2 separate regions of the Sus scrofa genome follow, and region 1 is linked to region 2. The links are chromatin contacts, called in public Hi-C maps. All regions are on one chromosome and are shown on one strand. Each heading gives the region's core, a stretch centred on a gene start, on an enhancer-like site or on the middle of the called end of the contact. The rest is flanking DNA. Distances are from core to core; before and after follow the strand shown.

The links. Hi-C and Micro-C count contacts between places; a contact is called where the count stands out from the background.
Region 1: a contact with region 2 is called in a Hi-C map of embryonic fibroblasts, with 1.9 times the contacts expected there. The contact joins the promoter of TMEM251 here to the promoter of PPP4R3A in region 2. A contact is called at or near these places in 1 of 47 Hi-C or Micro-C datasets (embryonic fibroblasts) and 1 of 2 datasets of contacts at active chromatin or transcription factors (alveolar macrophages).

What each region holds. Positions count from the first base shown.
Region 1 is chr7:114,573,137-114,576,113 of Sscrofa11.1, reverse strand. It overlaps TMEM251 (transmembrane protein 251), which reads right to left and starts at 1,721. Exons shown (of 2, transcript NM_001001629.1): 1 at 1,492-1,721; 2 at 227-1,056. The coding sequence starts at 1,571. The coding sequence ends at 645. MOAP1 (modulator of apoptosis 1) reads left to right here and starts at 2,062. Exons shown (of 5, transcript XM_021099631.1): 1 at 2,062-2,514; 2 at 2,630-2,903; 3 at 2,905-2,977. The coding sequence starts at 2,751.
Region 2 is chr7:113,147,736-113,150,606 of Sscrofa11.1, reverse strand. PPP4R3A (serine/threonine-protein phosphatase 4 regulatory subunit 3A) reads left to right here and starts at 1,619. Exons shown (of 15, transcript XM_005666399.3): 1 at 1,619-2,654. The coding sequence starts at 2,513.

The DNA.
Region 1 (2,977 bases), core at 472-2,971, 1.4 Mb before region 2:
TATGCCACAGGTGTGGCCTTAGAAAAAAAAAAAAAAAAAAAGTTAGCTGATTAATAATGCCAGTAGCATTACCAAAAGAACATATTTTGCTTATCAAGAAACATCACCTCAATAATTTTAAACCAATTTCTCACACGGTGATAGCAAGCAAGCATAAATAGTTGGCTTAGCTACAACAGAATAAATTGGTATTTTAGTTTGAAGAATTTTAAAGCAAGCCAAGTAATTGTATAAAATTTAAATTTTATGACCATGTTTGGACCGTTTAACATTAAACACAATGGAAATGTTCATATTCATTTTTTTCCCCAAAGGAAAATTTTCTGAATCATCACTATGTTGCACAGTAGAATAAAAATATGAGTCCAGGTAAACTTATTCAAGTTTCTAAAGAATGCAAATAACAGGTAAAATTTTACTTCCAAAATCTGAAGTCATTAACATGATTTTGTAGTACTGTATCTCAGGCTTTACCTAAAAACTCATTATTATTCAGATAAAGATAGTCCCCTAGTCACATTTTTTTTAAAAAGCCTCTGCCCCACCACAACTTCCTGAGATCTGTGAAGGAACTGCAGTCTTGTGATCAGGCTCCATACAATACCGGCAGTTTTGTACTTGTAAGGAAAAAATGGCGACTGATTTTATGTGTCAATCAGTTGTAGTCTGCTGATCTGATTAGACGCCTTGACAAATGCCTGGTGGCGATTGCATATAACGGCCAAGCATATGGGAATAATACAGTAACCCACCGTCTTGGGGTCAGCTCTTGTACAAGAGTAAAGGAACAAAAACATCTGTAAGTACGGTATCAGAAAAATAATTGTCCAAAACCAAAAAGGTAGGGAAAGTAACCGAGATTTCAAGGAGTGTGTCCATGTGGTTCCCTCAAGGGGCTCCTCTGGGTGCTGCTGAATGTGTTCCAAGGCCAGCCTGTTGTAAGTCTCATTGATTTCAAAAACGTAGTAAAATGCTGCTGCACTTGCTAACAGATACAATCCCACTCCAATCCATCCCATCCGCTGACGGAAGTTCATCATTCTCCATGCTCTGTGCCTTCCGGTTTAAAAAAAAAAAAAATAGTTAGGGTCTAATAAAGCTGGTATTTGTCAACTATTCCAAATGTACTTTATTTCCAATAAGCTCTAAAATACCCCCCCAAACACATGTGAGGTTTAAAATAACTAAATTTCCATTTATTAAAGAAATGTAAACAACTTACAGGTTTTCTGTGAGTTATGAGGAAGTAAAGCTTCAGTATATATTGAGTGTGTTTTTATGCGAATCCCACAGATCAACAAATCATATCTAGCTTAAATGGGTCCAGCACACCTTCCCTTAAACTGTAATTAAACTAGTTTTCTACGCAACATTTCACGTGTACAGTTCAAATACTTTCTGATTCACCAGTATTGCTTCATGTCACTCGGTTCTACAAGTCAAACCAATGTTGGAGCCCCCAAGTTAAGAAAGTAACTCTTAAACCCTTACAGTGGTCCCGAAAATCTTCCTGTTCCCACGGGAAGCGTTAAAGAGTCACTCAGCTCTGAATAATCGGGTGGCTTTGGCATTTCAGAGGAAGCCACCATAAAAGAAATCCCCGGGGTTACCGGCTGGGAGAATGGTGAGCACCGCCAGTCTGGAGCAAAAGCTAATTGTGATTAAGCACAGCGTGACTGTAGCCGGTCACGCGGCGGTCCGGCCCCTGTCGCGGCTGCCGGAGCCCCAGCAGATGTCACCCGGCCCAGCCCGGAGGCTCCCAGCCGCTCCGGCCTCCCTGCGGCCGGCCCCGCCCCCTGTCGCGCTGCAGCGCCCGCCGGCCGCGACCAGGGCTGCGCGGGCGGCGCCAGACCCGGGCCTCTTCGCCTTGCAGCGCCGGGAGCCCAGGACCGGGCAGCGGCCACCGGCCGAGCCTGCGGAGCTGGGCAGATTCCGACTCTCACCTCCTGTCCGGGTTGGCCCGCCCGCCGGCCGTCCCGGATGCTGCCACAGTCCGGGCTTCCGGCCCCGGCCGGAAGCGCCCTGCCCCGCCCCCAAAGGCCCGCCTCCCTTGGTGACGTCAGGGCCCCTCGGCAGCCGCGGGGCAGCCTCCTCCCGAGCGCACCTGACAGCTCTCGGATCGCTACGCAGGCGGAGGTTGCCGAGGCACCGGTGGTGACGCGACCTTCGGGTGGGCTGCCATCTGGGCCTGGTCCCTTCAGCGCTCCTCGACCTCTGTGCTTCGCTAGCGGCTCTGATCGCCGCGTCGTGCCTTGCTGCGGAGAGCGCCGCAGCGACGAGCGGTCAGCCATCCTCCGGCGCTCGTCTGCGCAGCCCCGGTTATCCCTCTCGGGTGTCCCTTCGAGTGGAGGAGAGGCCACTCTCCCGCTCCTCGGGCCAGGCCATCCGGGAAGCATCGGCAGCAGGTCTTGGCGCCTCGGCCGCCGGCGGTGGACACAGACACTGGCGACTAGATAATGGAGTGGGGAAGCGGGACCCCGCGGTCTGCTGCCGGGCGCCCGAGGCCGAGAGAGGGTAAGGTGGCTGGCTGCCGCAGTAGGGCCGGCCGCTGGCGCGGGTCCTCTGGGCTTCTCCGGGCTCGGGTCATTCCTTGACACTTTCAACTAACCCGATTGCTTGGTCCTTGCAGCCCGTCGGAACTCCGGACGTAGGAGAGACTTGACGGGGGTTCCTCGGAGGAACACTGTGAACTGTGGTGGCATCCGTGGCCAGGGCAAATTGGAATTTCAATCGGTTGTTTGAGGGGCACCATGACGCTGAGGCTCTTAGAAGACTGGTGTAGGGGGATGGATGGGAACCCTCGGAAAGCACTGTTGATTGCCGGCATCCCCCAGGCCTGTAATGTGGCAGAAATGCAGGAGGCTCTGTAAGCTGGTTTAGTTCTTTTGGGCGAGTACCGACTGACTGCTCAGGAGGCTGTTCCGGAGGGATGAGAATAGGCACGTAGCTTTAATAGGGCTTACTGAGGAGACAAGTC
Region 2 (2,871 bases), core at 370-2,869:
GATCCAGCGTTGCCATGAGCGGTGGTGTAGGTAGCAGACACAGCTAGGATCTTGTGTTGCTGTGGCTCTAGCATAGACTGGCGGCTACTGCTCAGATTGGACCCCTAGCCTGGGAACCTCCATATGCCACGGGTATGGTCCTAAAGAGACAAAAAGACAAAAAAAAAAAAAGATATTGTATTAAACTGTCAACTGAAGGAGTTCCCTGGTGGCCTAATGGTTAAGGATCCTGAGTTGTCAAGGCTGTGGTGTGGGTTTGATCCCTGGCCCAGAAACTTTGGGCGTGTCAAAACAACAACAAAATTGTCAACTTTGCACAAGGTGAAAGTTGTGAGTTAAGTTCTATTCTGGGAACTTACTGAGGGCTATAGCCCAGGAGACAGCCTCTCAGCTCTGAGGACCTGCTCCTAAGAAGTAAGGGAGGAGCCAGGAATAGATATCAACTTTGCTAGGGAAAATATTTGTAGTCAAGCCTAAAAAGAGTTACATCTCAAGTTAACGATTTTAGTGTTTTTTCTGTGTATGGGGAGATGTTAGAGTGTCGGGGAGTCATTGAAAATTTTCCTTCGGTATGTAGCTTCATTACCTTGGGGCCAGTGAATCCAAAGTACAGAATGCTTCCTGTTTTTCTCCATCCTGAATTGCCTGCAGGGTGCATTGCCTGTGAGGACTGCAGTGGCTAATGGCTGGATTCTTATAGAACCAGAATGGCAGACAACATTTTTTTTTTCCAAAGACAATCAAATATGTTATTAAAATAAATTTCAGCAGTTTCTTCTTACTTTTAAAAAGAAGTGCTACTATGAAATGCAAAATTACACAGGCGGCTCATATTTCCAATGGCCAGCAATGACCTAACCCGTCGGGCAAATAGTAAAAGCCCCCCAAATGGTGGCTACTGTTGCATGATAGGAATGAGAATGTCATTTCTTTGTGAAGACTAACAGTGCTTAACACTGAACGTTGAGAAACATTCACCCTGAGTGTACAGTACTACATTTGTTTTCGTACACCGCCCCTCGCCCCCGCAAGTTCTTACTGCAACATGGAAAGCTAGAAAATAACAATTCTGATAAAGGATAAAAGAACGGACGTAGCAAGCTGGATTGTAAGGAGAGGTTTTAGATTTGTCACTTCGGGTTGGTCCCACGCCCAGAAAATGAAAACTGTCCGAAGTTTCTACACTCGCACCCCAATGCGTGCCCCATGACAGCTCCCAAGGCCTGCCGCCGACCTTGCTGCCCGAACTTGTGGCCTTTCCCGGAAGCTTGTCAACCTCTTCCCAAAGAAGAATGGCCTGAGTCCGGCGGGGCTCCTGCGCCACCGATCTCCGCGCTCCGGATGCCCAGTCCAGCTCTAACGGCGGCTGGTTCAGAACACTTGCGGAGGCCGGCGCGCCGTGGCAGAGCCCCAGGACGAAGCCGCCCGGCGACTGCAGCGCAGGGGTAGACGCGGCTGGACGGCGAGCCAGCCGGGAAGCTGCGGGCGGACCCAGCCCCCGAGACGCCAAGCTCCGGTCGGGTAGGGAGCCGCCCTACGCTCCACAGCCGGAGGCGGGCTCCACGCCCCTTTCGAATCCGGAGCCGGGCTGATGACGAACACAGGGCGCGACGGACGCACACACCGCCCCGCGCTCGCACGACGGTGCGTGCAGGGAGCGCGAGGAAGTCCCGGGCCGTCACCGGCGCGACCAGCGTTCCGCCTCCTCCGCTCCCTGCGCTCTCGCCACCTCGGCAGCTCGGCGCCAGCCTCCCGCCTCCGTCCGAGGCCTCCGCTGCTGCGAGGCTCCCGGCTTCGCTCCTGTCTCTTTAAATGGTGGGGCCAACGGGCCGCCCCTGCAGCTGCTGCCTGGGTGGCCCCGCGCGCCGCTATTGAGGAACGAACCAAGATGGCGGCGGCTTTGGCTCTGTGAGGAAGACGGAAGAGGCGGCGGCAGCGGCGGAGGGACAGGGACCCCCAGGAGCCAGGAGCGCTCCTGCTCCTGGGCGCTCTCGGAGTCTTCCGCGCACTGGTAGCAGTTGCAGCAGGAGCAGGCGCTCGTCGGCTTCGGACATTTGAAACTGGAGCGGAGCGCAGCCCCAGCTGCGGTGGCAGGACCAGGTATCAGGAAGGAAAACATGGCGGCGGCGGCCTGAGGAGGCGGCGGCGGCGCGGGAAGCGGCTTCGCGGAGATCATGGCGGAGGCGGGAGCAGGGCAGTGACCGGCGCCCCGAGTTCCTACCGCGGCGGCACAGGAGGCTGCGAAGCGCTGCGCGCCCCCCTCGGGGTGGCTGGGCTCGCCGGGCCCGGACAATAGCGCCGAGGAGCGGGAGGCGAGGCAAGGCGGGGGCCCAGAGCTCGGGCCCCGCGGCGGGCCATGCGGGCGGCAGCGCGGCCCCGGGGCGGCCAGAGGCGGCAGTGAGGCCGAGGAGCCCTCGGCTTGCGGGCGTCCTCCTCACTCGGCTCCCGCCTCCCCGGACCCCCTTTCCGGGCGACTCCGGCGGGGCCTTTGCTCCGGCCCCCGCGCGGCACGATGACCGACACTCGGCGGCGGGTGAAGGTTTACACGCTCAACGAGGACCGGCAGTGGGACGACCGGGGCACCGGGCATGTGTCGTCGGGCTACGTGGAGCGGCTGAAAGGCATGTCCCTGCTTGTCAGGGCCGAGAGCGACGGTGAGTGAACCCCTCGGCGGCGGGACCCTCCCCTCGTCGCGGCCCTGGGCCACCTCCCGGCTTCCACGGGGCCCGTGGCCCTCTCTCCGAGGGGGTGGCTGGGGCGGCCGCCGCCTCGGGGGAGGGCCCCCGGCACCCCTGTCCCCCCGGAACTGCTCCGAGAGCCCTCGAAGTGTTTTCTTTCTCTGGGCGCCGGGTCGTGAGCAGAGCCAGGCAC